Regions from separate parts of the Mus musculus genome. Here region 2 is linked to region 1. Evidence: chromatin contacts called from public Hi-C data. All regions are on one chromosome and are shown on one strand. The core of a region is the stretch at or near the end of the contact, and the rest is flanking DNA. Distances in the headings are between cores, read along the strand shown.

Region 1 (7,019 bases), core at 3,203-5,702:
AAAAAAATTTTTTTAAATCCAAAGCCCACAGAATAAAGCTGTTTCTCAAATGCCAGACCCCAGCTTCTCTGTTGGTGACACTGCTTCAATCAGCCATAACTGCTGGGTAATAAATGATTAGTAAGGAGCCATCTATTCAAGGATGCTTTTTTAAGGGAGGGGGGAGATTTCCCCTACTTGTAAAAACTGGAGAGAACTCGCTATTTGGCAGATCAAACTTCAAATCTTAAAAAAAAAATGTTATTCACAACTCCTACAGCAAATACTAGAGATGACTCAGAAAACTGAGGCAAAGCAGAAATGATATATATTTAAGTTCTTCCAATAAATAATGTAAATCTCTGCACTCTGGTTAAACACACGTAAGCAGCTCCCACATTTAACTGTTACAAAAATCAGAAAGTCATAAAGGTTCTACATTCTATACCAGGTTTACACACAATGTATTAATTCAAGACATCTAAATGAGGTTTCATCCCAGTCAGGGGAGAGGGTCTTCACCTGATCATAGCATAGCACATACATCAAATTTGAGTCTTGCAATCAGTCTGCTGAAGCTAGAATGCACAGTATGAGTTCCTTCCACCTTCCCCACTGTATTTAAGTCATCTACCTTCTTTGGGGAGAAAAAAACAAAACAAAACAAACACCAACAACTATGTGAAGGTATCCACCCTTCTAGGAACTTTGGTAGACTGGACCAGCAGAGCACACGGAATGGCTTGCTGTAAATACATCTGAGCAACACAGTTGTGCCGGGATCACACACCTAAGTCTCAACTAACACTATCACATCAGAGAAGCCCACCCTACTCCTCAGTGGCAGTAGCCCTAGCATTTCCTCTCCTGCACAACCTATATAAACCCCGTGGGAGAAAAAAAAGATCAGCTGCTGTAATACTGTAACAGCCTACCATGAATTTTTTGAGACAGGTCTCTCAGTCCTGGAACTTGCTCTGTAGACTAAGGTTGGGGGCAAACTCAAGAGATCCTCCTGCCTCTACCTCCTGAGACTACCACTCAATATAGGAGCCAATATTTGAAAGCAGAGGACATCTTAGAGAACCAACATTAGACATGGAAATGAAGAAATGTAGTCCATCTCAGAAAACCCTCAAGCTTCCGTCCGTCAACTGCAGTTCTAACTTCTGAAGGCCTAGGTTACAGAAATTGTCAACTGCAATCCTTAAACATCTGATGCGTACATACTTAAATCTTTAGTTTTACACAAGGTCTTCTCTTAGGTTAAACTACCTGGCTAAATGCAGGTAGGGCAGATATCATCCTAGCTGAGTCACAGACAATCTAAATGTTTATGAAGGTAGGCACAAGGAGAACATAACTGAATAGACCTCAGGTAATAGCAGAAGCATTTTAAACTATAATATGGCACAAGCTCCCTCGTGTTAGTGGCTTTAATAAGCAAGGGATGATTCACTTGTTTAGATTATTTGAAATACAACTTTATTCTGATTCTAAACGAAAAGAATGGGAATGACAGTAACAAACAAGATTTCCCCACTGGATATTGCGATGGGACTGCAGCAGTCTTATCTTTGAAATTCAGAAAGGAAACAACTCTGTTCCAAACAGCTAAATATGCAAGTCCAAAAAATGAAGGTATGTTTAACTGCCACATTCACTCGAAGCCCATTCATCTCCTTCAGCATCCCAATGAAGTACACGATCTGCTTAGCTAAATAAGGTGGCACACGCGCTGCACCGCTGACATCACAGGACAGTTGCCTATAAAACTAGACTTCTGACGCAGGGCTCCAGCTTCACTTTCTCACAGGTCATCATCCTCATCTGGGAGAGCAGTCGTCTGAGCAACCTGGAGCAACAAACAAAAACAAAACAGTGCAGATCAGAACTACCATTACCAAGTCAGGCCGAGCACCACCAGGACTGGTTAAGTGCGCACAGCCAGCTCTTCTAATGACCGGAGCTTGATTCCTAGCACCCCACATGTCTGGGCAGATCCAATGCCAACCTCTGCAGAAACTAGGCAAAGTGCACACACACACACGAAAACAAAACACTGTAAAAAAAGAACAAATACCTCTAAATCATGCTCGTACTGTGCTGCCAAAGCTGGGTCCATGACCACCTCAGGTGGGGCAAGAGCAGGCATGGCAACAAACTCCAAGTTAGGATCTCCAATGAGCTTTCTGGCAAGCCAGAGGAAAGGCTTTTCAAAGTTGTAGTTACTTTTGGCAGAAATGTCATAGTACTGTTTTAAAAGAAAAAGGAATGTATGCTTAATGATTCTATTAATAATCTCCATTCCAGGACATTCTAAACAAAGACATTTTATAATCCACATTAAAACCCTCTGACCAATTTTTAATATAGAACATATACGGGTACCTTATATACAATCTTCTCTAAGAATGAACCGAGAAATTAGAACGTACCTGAAGATTCTTCTTCCGGTGGAAGACAATAGATTTTGCCTTCACTTTCCTGTCTTTAATATCCACTTTGTTGCCACACAATACAATGGGGATGTTTTCACACACTCGTACCAGATCTCTATGCCAGTTAGGTACATTCTTGTAAGTAACTCTTGAGGTTACATCAAACATTATAATGGCACACTGGGCTGAAAAACATTGGAGACAGTAGAGTGTCTTAGTCTACTGCAGGACTCAGTCATCATCTTGGGCCTGACTCTGGATCACCCATCAACCCACTCCATTCAAAAGTCCTCCCTGTCCCCCACTAAAAAGTTAGATGGTAAAACATGGCACACTGACTCCAATTCCTCTTCAAATGAAAACTCCAAAAGTCAAGACCAATTCACTCTATCAACTACCTTCTTCTCCTCAAGGCACCTAATCACTAACTACCAACTGCTGGCCCATCAAAGTTCATCAAAGTTCAAACACCAGTCTTCTAAAATCTGAGCCCAGGTTTCTATAACCTACCCTGCAGGGATGGTGAGGATACAGTTTAAGAGGAAGCACGTGAGCATCCCCATTTTTTTGGTTAAAAAGTTAACCCCGGTTATAAACACCCCTTTGCCTTTACATGCGAAGAAGCCAAAGAACGAATTTTCTCATCATGCTAGTAAGATCACAAGGATATTCATTCGTCTTTAAACACCAACAGACTCTTTCCCCACTAAGCTTTTTCGATTACTTTCAAGGAGAAAAGTAAAAGTACAGTTTCCATGAGGCGGCAGGTTTCACGTGTGAGAGAGGGCCTGGCTCCAGGAGGGGCTAGAGGTTTAGTATCTTGGGGCAAATGCTCACTACTTATTTTAATGATGGGAATAATCACGGGTAAGCTACTGCGTGTAGCCCTTAATTCAAGTTTCGAAAACCAAAAAGTGACCCGGGAGCTTTCCCAATAGCTTAGTCTCCTACTAAGTTCTGAAGCCACACAGTTTGCCCCAAATCAATGCCTAGCATGACACAGCATATGATCAAACGACACCACGGACGATTCTTATAAAAGAAAAAAAAAATCTCCTATCCACTCCAACCAGGTCGCCTCCCTCCAAGAGATTTCTGTCCCCTCTCCTTAGTCACCCGGCAACGGCTGGCTCTCCGGCTCATACCCCAAGCACATGTCCGAGGGCCTGGGCCCACTTCCGCAAGGCCCCCCTCACCTTGGATGTAGTAGCCATCGCGCAGGCCCCCGAACTTCTCCTGGCCGGCCGTGTCCCACACGTTGAACTTGATGGGTCCTCTGTTGGTATGGAAGACGAGCGGGTGCACCTCCACGCCCAGGGTGGCTGCGGGGAACAGGGCGGCAGAAGGGGTCAGCCGTGCACTGCCCGCCGCCTTCCCCCGGAGGCCTCGCTGCCGTGAAGCACCCCCGGCCGCACCTACCTACATACTTCTTCTCAAACTCGCCCGTCAAGTGGCGCTTCACGAAGGTTGTCTTCCCGGTGCCGCCGTCGCCCACCAGGACGAGCTAGATTCAAGAGACGAGGCGGCGGCGTGAGCGGTCCCCGCCATGCCGTCCCCTCCCGACCTCCCCGCTCGCTCGCCCTCCGAGGGCCCCCGTGCGGCCGCACACGCACCTTGAACTGGACCTGCGGCTCTCCCTGGGCGGCCATCGCGGCGGATCCTGCGGGGAGAGAGAGCGGCTGCGGCACGTGCGCCCCACAAAGGCCGCGGCCGGGAAGAGCGCGCGGGAAGGCGGGGACGCGGCGTGAGACGGTGGGGGGAAGGGAAGCGGGCTGAAAAAGCCCAGGGCGCTGCCCGTCCGCCTCGCCTCGCCTCGTCGCCAGCGCCGCCCCGCGCCCACCCGAAGGACACCCAAACCCTCCGGTCACCGCCCGCGCCCGCGCCCGCACCCTCCCGGCCTCGACGCTACCTTCCAGAAGAGTCTCCGCGCCTGTCCGACTGGAGCTGGAAAGATGGCGGAAGCGCGATTCAAATGCCGGAGACGCAGCGGACGCCGGCGCGCGGAGGGGGGGAGGAGCCGGGAGAGGGCGGAGCAACGGCGCCGCGCCCAACCACGCGGCGCGCGTGCACGCGCACGTCCGCTGGAGCCGTCCGACTCGGCCGGGGGCCCTCGGAGCGCCCAGGGCGGGAGAGGGGCGGCGGGTCACGTGGGCCGGCCGAGCGGGGACGCGCACGCACGCGGACCGTGAAGGGCCCGCGGGAGCCGGCGCTGAGCGCGGGCTGCCACGCGCATGCGCTGGCTGCGGGAGGCCGCGCGTTACGCGGGCGGCGGCCTAGCCAGGGGCCTCGTGGGCGGGAAAGGCGGGTGCTGCTTCTCGGTCGCTCGCTGCCGCTCAGCGGGCACCGCCCGACCTTCGTCCCCAAGTCCTGTGTCCACAGGCACCGGGGATCTCGCGGGCGGGCGATCGCTAAGTGTGCGCGGCCGCCGTCTGCAGAATGAATGGAGGGAATGAATGAGGGTGCGCGCGCCCGAGGCCCGGCTTGCGTCAGCCATGCGTGCCCGGCATGGACACGGCCTGGCCTTCCTGGGAGGATGGGACCGGATGCAGTTAGTCCAGGCGTTCAGCATCCCAGGGCCCTTCCTCTGTTGCGTGGTCTGAGTAATCTGTCTCGCAGAAGATACCCTACCCTGGCTCCCTCCTGAGCAGCAATTGACCAGCAAATACAGATGCTGCTGGGGAAATGGAAAATGTATCTCTGATGACCAGAGCTTGGGGGCCCTGCTGTTACTTTGTACTATGCAATCTAAAAGGAGCCAGCACAGGCCTTAGGGTTCCAAGGCTAGCCTGGGCAACTTAGGTAGAAGACAGGTGGGAAAGTGTGCACAAAAACTATAACATAACGTTAACATAGTATGTTTAATGGAACGTCAGTTACATATTTATATAAATACAAAGTTACTATATTTTGGAGTATATGTAACAAGTCGGCTACAAGGGGCTATGCTGTGAGCTGTATTCAATAGAGGATATAACAGGAGGTGGAGATCAAACAGAGTTTAGGAGAAAAACGGTCAACCCGCCTAGTTCCAGTTTGGTAGATTGTTGATACAATGTAGCACCTGGTGCTGGGTGGTGACATCACCAGTGACCCTCTCCCCGAGAAAACTTATCATGAACTTACTTGTCCTGGCAACCAGCCTGCCGAACCGCATCATCTGGTGGCCTGGTTTGTGTTACTAACTGGCCCACGCTTAGAACTTACAAAGAACCTCATCCTAAGAAGCCGAGGGAAACAAGAGAATACACTCAAGCGGGCATAGGCGCAGCTCTCCCTGCAAGCACTGTCTGGACTGCCCACTGCTGCCTGGTTTACAGCATTTTCTTTGCCATCCAACGTGAACTGCAAACCTATTCTTAGCCTGAACTTTAAAACTTAACATGTATGAGTACTGGGGGTGTGGGTGTTGGTCGGGAGACAGCTATAGACAGGCTATTTGTACAGCCTTGGGGGGAAAGTTGCTGTTGCGGAAGGGATTGTAGCTTGTGATGGTTAGTCTACTGGATTTAGGGTTGTGAAGGGTGTGTCTCTTGTACTCACAGAGAGGTTTAACTGAACCTGGGCAGTACCCTAGACTGAACAAAATGGAGACCAGCATCGGTCTCTCTGCTTCCTGACTGTGGATACAATGTAACCAGCCACCTCACACTCTCACCATTATGCCTTCCATCTTCTGCAGATGTAATAAATTGTACCATTGGAATTGTGAGCCAAAAAGAAACTAGCCAAAAGTTGCTTTTTATCAAGTATTTTTGTCTAGCGATGAGAAAAATAGCTAATTGTATTTTCTTCTAAAACCCCAAATCTTTAGTATAATTTGAATTTGAGATCTCTCCTGTGTTGGATATTTCATCCCCCACCAACCATGCTGTTTTAGACTTGTGACCTAGTGAGTGACTGGGGGGTGGGGGGTGGGGTGTCAGCCTTAAAGAGTATATCCTGTAGTGTGAGCTCCCACCACCATGGAATGAGACCGAAGCCATACCATCCTACTATGATAAACTGTATCCGCCATGAACCAAGGTAAGTCCTTTCTCCACACTTGATTCTTTCCAGTATTTTTGGTCACAGGGGCAAGAGGAGTTGCTAACACGCCTGCTCTTTCATATGTCTTATTGTCCACTTTCTTCCTCTTAAGGTATACATGTATATCTGGTTGGTTAATATCTGTGGTCAACTTGATTGAAGGTAGAATTAACTAAGGGACATGCCTCTCTATAGGTCATCAGGGCATTTCCAGGAGGCCATTAAATGAGGTAGGAGGACTCTCCTCCAGGGTAGGCAACATCTTCCCTAAGTGGTCCAGATAGAGAGGTCCTAGGAGAAAGCAACCCTGCTTCCCCTTCCTTCCTGCTGCTGAGTATGTCTCTCTCATTGCTGCAGCTGTTGTACTCAGCTGGCATCAAACTCAACATCTTCAGCTTCCACCATGGACCATTGGGATTCCTAAGGCATTCAGCCTTATGGACCGAACAGTTCCTGGTTCCTCAGGCTCTCCAACATTTAGGTAACCATTGTTGGGCCACCTAACCCATATTCTGTAGTCCATTTGAAAACACACACACACACACACACACACACACACACACACACACACAC
Region 2 (7,019 bases), core at 2,094-4,593, 9.6 Mb before region 1:
GGGATCCAGATCAGCTGCCCAGGAGGCCTCACCGCAGACCCTGCTCTGCCACAGCGCTTCCCGCACTGTCACCTCCGGGCGCCACACGTACACTCACCATGTCCACTTCTGGGAGCCGCTGGCGTCTTCTCACCATCGCCCAGCACTTACAGCGTCACCGCGCCACCGAAGCTGAGCAACAGCTTCCCTAGCAGCATACAGTGATTCCAATATGGAGGGTCCCAGACAAAGGCTGGTTGACAGCCAAAGCCCGCCCCTACCCTCCGTTTGTGTGTCTGATTGGGCACGTCTTGAGGCTAGGGCCTCTGATTGGACAGAGCTTCAGGTTCTCTGTCCTCTGAAAGACAGTAGTTGGCTCCAGCTCACAGCTGAAGGAGCTCAGGTTAACAGGTTCTTAGCTGCAGCTGTTGGGGACTCTGGCTCCTGTCACGTCTCCAAGTTTGGACTTCTATAGGAGGCCTGACCCTCGGTCTTCTCCAGCTATGGGGTAGCCACGAGTCCTGTCGCGTATATGCACAAAGACTTCAGCCTCTGTTAAAACCTTATGCCTTCAGGTCCATACGCGTTGCTTTTAGCCTGCTAAAGTCCTCTCTGGACCACAGCTCACATTTGCTTTTAATTCTATACATAAAGTCATATGTGATTATGAGTTAAGTATGTGTACATGTGTTTAGTCGAATAAACAAATGGGAAGATGTCCGTTTTCAAAATCATCTCAAAATTTCTGAAATCTGCTCTCATTAGCTTTGCCTTCAAAATGGAAAGAGACTTGTAAAAGTTTTCTTATATTCAGATTAAAAATTGCAGGCAAAGTCAACCTTGGTGGCGCGTGCCTGTATGTACTCCTTAGCACTTGAAAGACAGAGTCAGGGAAATCGCAATCTCAAGTTCAGCTTGGCTACAGGATGAGTTTTATGGCACCTTGGGACGCATATCTAAACCCTGACTTGAAATAAATGAATACACGTGATGTTGATTGCAATGACCCATTGCACCTAAAATATCTTTATAATCTGACCAGTGAAAACTTGATGACTTTTATGTGCTATTGGGACAAGATCTTCAAACGTATTTAGATTCTAGCTTGCCTCCACTCAGAACAGCTACAAAATCCTTTTGAGAGCTATGACTTTCCTGGTCTCAGGAAGTAGAAGGGACTGCTCTATACATATTTTTGTAAGCTCAGCAACATCTAATAAGAGGAGATGGAGATCAGTGTCTATTCGGCACCTTTTGTTAGTCAAGTGACTTGTAAGCAGTATCAAGTCCTCGTAACCTGCTTTTCTCTGTAGTCCAGGGAATGATCTGGGGTTTTGAATAAATGTGTTTACTGAGTATATAGCAAGGAAAAAAAGTAAAAGGATAAATTGCATGTCGTTGATTGACAGAACCAGCAGAGTTTACAATACTCAGTAAGGACAGCTGGAGGAACCTGACTAAGAGAGCTAACAGGCTGGAGAAATGGCTTAAGAACGTTTAAAGTTCTGTCCTGAGGACCAGAGTTCAAATCCAGCACTCATATCAGGTGACTCAAAACCATCTGTAACTTCAGTTCCAAGGGATCGTATGCTCTCTTCTGGCCTTCGGGGCACCTTCATGTACATGTCTGCATACACTTACACAAACACATATATGTACACACACACACACACACACACACACACACACACACAGAGGCACCAAAGTGACAAAATGAGAAATTGGTAGTGTTTACAGTCATGCAGCAGGAGTTGATCAGGGGCCATCAAGGCAGTCACCTGGGGTTCCTGATTATAATCTTTTCCACCATGAATCTTTTCCTGGCTTCTCCTTCCTAATGCAGGGATTTTTACCACAGTATGAACAATAGTAATGTTTGTTGAAAGTGGTTTATCTTTTAGCGGTTGCTATTGATGCACTGTGCTCAATAGTCTAGCATGCTTGTGTTTTGTTTTGCTTTGTTTTGTCTTTTTTGCTCTCCTTGTTACAGAGCTGGCAAGTCAGCCTGACTCAGGACAGGGAGTTTGGGGAGGAGAACAGGGAGGAGGGCCTTCTTGCTGCCCGAGTCTGCTTTTAAAACACTTGAAATAGCACATGACCGTTTGCTTATGTAATTTGTATTACAGTCACATAAGGTTGGATAACACGCCCTTCATTGTTCGGTAAACCAGCAGTGATTTTCTCTAAAGAAAATACCAGGCAAGACAATACTGATGTCATGACAATACTCAAGGCTCACCAATAGTTGCCTCTAGACCTATAAGCAGACTCAAGGCAAAGCAGGCCCCTAGAGGGGAGGTAGAAAGTATAGTCCTCGAGGAAGTATGCTACACTACAAAGGAGCTTTGTGAGTTTGCTAAGTCATTCAAACAGAAGTCTGTTTTATTTCTGTGAAGAGATACCAAGTCCAGGCTCTTTCTCCTCCTTTCCACGTGTGGATCAGGATGTAGCTCTCAGCTACCACTTCAGCACCAGGTACTTCACCATGCTCCCCACAACTGTGATAACAATAATAACAGACTAACCTCTGAAACTGTCAGCAGCCCCTCCTATCCCCCCTCCCAGTTAAATGCTTTCTTTTATAAGAATTGTCTTGGTCATGGTGTGCACCTTTGTTGTTCAAAATCAAGTGACCGGCCCCGAAATTATAAACATAGAGGAAATGGTAAAAATAACTCATCAGGTTAATATAGAAAAGACCATGAATTTGAGATGGAGAGAGGGAGGGGATATGAAAGGGTTTGGAGGAAGAAGACATGGTAAGAGTTGGAGAGAGGAAAGGAAAGAAAGAAATGATGTAAATATATTTAAAAGAATTTAAAAGAAAAACCCCATATACACCAGTATCACTCAAAGGAAAAAAAAAACTTAATTATTTTCATCACAAAAGGTCACACACTTAAGACAGTATATAATTTTTGCCTTGAATCCTTTTCTAGTACATTTTGGAAAGTCCAGACCGTCACAGCTGTACCAGAAAAAAGGCTCTAGGTAAGCCTGAAATAGAACCCAGATCCTCATTCTTTTGAGCAAACCATGTGACCTAGCTTATTCGCTATAAATTATGGAGGCAGACACTGTACATAGCAAGCTTTGTGTGTGTGTAAAATCACGCCACACGTTTATGTGATTTTAGGTATAGGAATATAAGGAATATGCTGAGTTTCACAAGAAACCCTCTGTCTTAAAATTAGCTGCAGCCAAGAACCTGTCATTCTGAGCTCCTACAGCTGTGCGTTGGCGCCATCTACTGTCACTCAAGGGGCTGGACCCGGAGCCCTGTCCAATCGGAGGCACTGAGTTGAGAAGTGTCCAATCAGACACACAGAGGGAGGGCGGGGGGCGGGCTTTGGCTGTCACCGGTCCTTTGTCTGGGAGCCGCCATCTTGGGCTCGGTGTTCCTGCCCAGGAGCCTCCTGCGCAGCTTTGTTGGCGTAGTGACGCTGTGGGTGCTGGACGATGGTGGGAGGACACCAGCGTCTCGCAGAAGTGGACTTGGTGAGTGTGCGGGTGGTGTCCGGAGGTGATGGCGCGGGAGCTGGGCGCGCTGTTGCGGAACGGGGTCTGCAGTCAGGCCTCGCGGGCGCTCGCGCTGGATCCCCGGGGCTGTGGGACTGCTCGAGCCCGGGCGTCCTGTCCCTCCGGATGCGGTGACTTCAGCGGGCTCTGGGCTACTCTGAGAAGGCTGCTTGGTTCCCGCAGGTTGTGTTGTGTTGGGTTCTTTTCCATTCCGTCTGTGAGGCTTTTTCTACGAGAGTGAGTGTGGCCCACCGGATACTTAGTTTCTCCTTCCTTCTTATGAGCCTGCTGGTTTCCTCTAATTTTTATAGAGGGTTGGGCATCCAGTCTCAAATCCAGAATCCTGAATGCCAGCCCCGCCCCTCCATATTCTTTATAAGCGTTCCCTGCCCCTATATTTACCTTTTTGCCTATTTTCTCAAATACCAACTTCCAGTTTCCATTATGTTAACTGTTATTCATTGTACATTTCAAATATGCAGTATTGTATAATGTAGTTTTTTTTTTCAATTTCTAGAGTACTAGAGAAAAGTACACTCTCAAGAACTTTAAATTTTTTTTTTTCTGTTTGTGAACACATCACGAAAACAGAAAGGAAAACAAATCATTTGACTCCTGAACATTGTGGGAAAAGTCATTGAGTTTTACATGAATGCTCTGTTAATGTGTTTCAGCATGCATATTACCATATAGCAACAAAATGGAATACTTGTTAACTATTTGCATACCAAAGTATCTGAGCATAACAGTTTAGTTTTGTTTTAATGCTGGTCATGTTTACAAATGTCCTCAAAAGTTCGATTGTATTTTAAGTTGTTTATGGGCTCATCCTTGGGGCATCTTTATGCACAGTAGGCCATGTCTGGAATTCAGTTCAATCAAGAACCAACTCATTGCCAAGTTGAGCAAATGATATTATTTAGAAAACATAGGTAAAGACCAAAACACCACAACTTAGTAAGTAGTAGATTATTTTACTTATATGTAAATATGTTTATTTGTGTGATTGTTTGCCATTAGCATGCAGTACCTTGGAGGCCAGAAGAGGGCACTGGACCCACTGCAGCTGCTGTAACAAGTTGTGAGGCATCTGGGAACTGAACTTGGGTCCTCTGGAAGGCTGGCTTTATTAAGAATCAAGTATTCTTAAATACTGAGCCAGTTCTCGAGCCCTAAGATTTTTATATTACCTAAGACTGACTTACAGAGAAGTCAACAAAAGATGATGGTTTAAAAAGTCACGGGTTTGGCCCTGCCCTCACATTGCATACACCTGAAGAACATTAAAGAGTATTCATTTCTAAGTGGGCCAGTATAGCGATTCATATTTCATTGACTCATTGCAACTTGAATTTTGGAGATTTTAAGTCTTTCTGGGGGTTAGGAATGGGAGTTCAGGGTTCTAGAAACATTTTCAATGTGCTACAAGTATTAGTTATATTGCAGGATCAATGTCAAGTGTTTGAGAACAGCTTTGCTTAGTGAAAGGGAAAGAACAAATTCAGGATACTTAGCTGTATCTTTCTCCACATTCCAACAAGACAAAATGCTTTGTAGAATCATGTCTTCGGGTCACTTTCACAGTAAGGTGTTCCATGCACCGTGATTTGTATTTATCTACAGAAATCATAAGTGACCTATAAGTACTAAAAGTGAAGAAAATAATAATTGGTGTGCCTGTGGGAGCATTAGCCATGTTTGCAGATTTCTCCTGAGATGAGAAGTCAGAAACAGACTGTTGCTCCTTGATTTCTTGGGTTCTGCTATTAGAACAAGTGTCCTTTATGGAGGACTGAGAAGGACCAGATCAATGACCGGAGGAGACTTGTTGTTTAGTGGTGACCATTGGTTTTGGTTGTCAGGTTGCATTTGGTTCAAGTCCTGGATCCAAGTTTTTTTTTTTTAATTTTTTTTTTTTATTTTTCATTTTTAAGGACTGGAGAGCTGGCTTAGCCATTAAAGGTTACACACCTTTACCACAATACAAACAGCGGTATTTTTTATTGATTCTCTAACAGTTTCATACATGGATACAGAGTGTCTTAATCAAGTTACCCCTGCTCCCCTTAGGCACCCCCAATAGGCCCTTCTCCTACTCTTATTGTCCCCTTTATTCATATCACCCAGAGTCTAATTAGTTAGGCCAGCTGCCTAATACCTGTTGGGAGTCCCTTGACTTGGAACAGGTACAGAAACCTCATCTACAAGCAGAGGCTGAGTGAGAGTGAGCTTTGAATGTCAGCAACTTGCCAGGAGTTCTCTGTCCATAACCAGGACAGTCCCATTGAAAGGAGCTCTGTTTCCTAAACCTTCGATTCTGGCTGCTTGACGCATTGCTTGTGAGGCTGTCAATGGGAAAGTGCAGGTCTGGCGCCCGCCCGCACTGCAGAGGTCCTGGAGAGCATTCACCCGTCTTTCAGATCCCTGCTGTCTGAATGGAGGACCACAGTAGGCCACGGGAGGAGGAGAATCAAGATGCTGCAGTTGACAGTCAGGTGACCCTCTGAAGCTCATCTGCCTCTTCAACCATCAGGTAAGTGCACATACCAAAAAGAGCCCACCTGATCCTAGCCTAAATTACTGACCAGCCCAATCATATTGTATTTAAAAAATTTTGAAGGGGCTTGTTACCTAGTGTAGATAATTATCACCCCCTACGATAGACAGGATTCCAAACTTTAATGACTCTTTGTTAATATTGGCAAAGCAGTAGGTACTTTATAGGTAGTGGTTTCCTCTAACTGAAAGATGAGTCACATGGAAAAAATGTAGACATGTATACGTAGGATTGGTGTTCAACTCACAGTACCTGTTAGGCTGGCTTTATTAATTTACGGGTTGGTGACTCTGCTGTTACTTAGGGCCCCAAAGGCAGCCCCTCCTGTACAATGGAAGGCACTGGGTTGAGGAATCAGGCAGATGAACAGTAGGGGGCAAGTTTTCCCAGTCTCGCTAGGGCCTTTTACTCTGAAGCTCGCCATCTTGGGATGCGTCCCTAGGCTCAGTCTCCTCTACTCTGGAGGTCTAGGTGGCTGTGCTGTAGACTCTGTTACCCTGTGACGTGCTGGTGCGGGGAGTTCCATAGGGAGGACGCTCCATGTCCTGGAAGCCAGAAATGGTGAGTGTGTGGGTCAGTGTTTTGAACCAGGGTCTATAATTGGTGGGGATCATTTGTGGCTCTGGAGTCTACAGGTCAGAAGCCTGTACTGAGTCACTGGGCCCCAGGTCCCCTCTCTCTGTGGGGTGGGTGATGGGCTGGTAATTGGGACCCAGGTGGCCTGTCTCATTCCTGCAAGAGGACTTCAACTCCTGTTGGAACTCTTTGTGCCGTTAGTTCCCTACTGACCGTAGGGCAGCAGGTTGGGCCATCAATGGGCACAGGGTACATTCTGTTCTGTTCCAAATGATTAAAAAAAAAAAGTTTTTAAAGTATCATGACTTTAACATTTAGTACAAATGATACAACTTTAAAAAATTGTTTTACGATTTCATACGTATGCATAGTATACTTTGATTAATAC

Evidence for each region. A called contact is a pair of places that touch in the nucleus more often than the background predicts.
Region 2: a contact with region 1 is called in a Hi-C map of CD4 T cells, with 6 times the contacts expected there. The contact joins the promoter of Zfp68 here to the promoter of Ran in region 1. A contact is called at or near these places in 1 of 484 Hi-C or Micro-C datasets (CD4 T cells) and 1 of 9 other capture datasets (pancreatic islet).

What each region holds. Positions count from the first base shown.
Region 1 is chr5:129,017,589-129,024,607 of GRCm38.p6, reverse strand. It overlaps Ran (RAN, member RAS oncogene family), which reads right to left and starts at 4,452. Exons shown (of 7, transcript NM_009391.3): 1 at 4,330-4,452; 2 at 4,034-4,080; 3 at 3,840-3,924; 4 at 3,617-3,742; 5 at 2,418-2,605; 6 at 2,063-2,233; 7 at 287-1,834. The coding sequence starts at 4,069. The coding sequence ends at 1,790.
Region 2 is chr5:138,616,067-138,623,085 of GRCm38.p6, reverse strand. Zfp68 (zinc finger protein 68) reads left to right here and starts at 3,343. Exons shown (of 6, transcript NM_013844.2): 1 at 3,343-3,477; 2 at 5,919-6,031; 3 at 6,521-6,616. The coding sequence starts at 6,596. It overlaps A430033K04Rik (RIKEN cDNA A430033K04 gene), which reads right to left and starts at 227. Exons shown (of 4, transcript NM_183025.2): 1 at 98-227. The coding sequence starts at 136.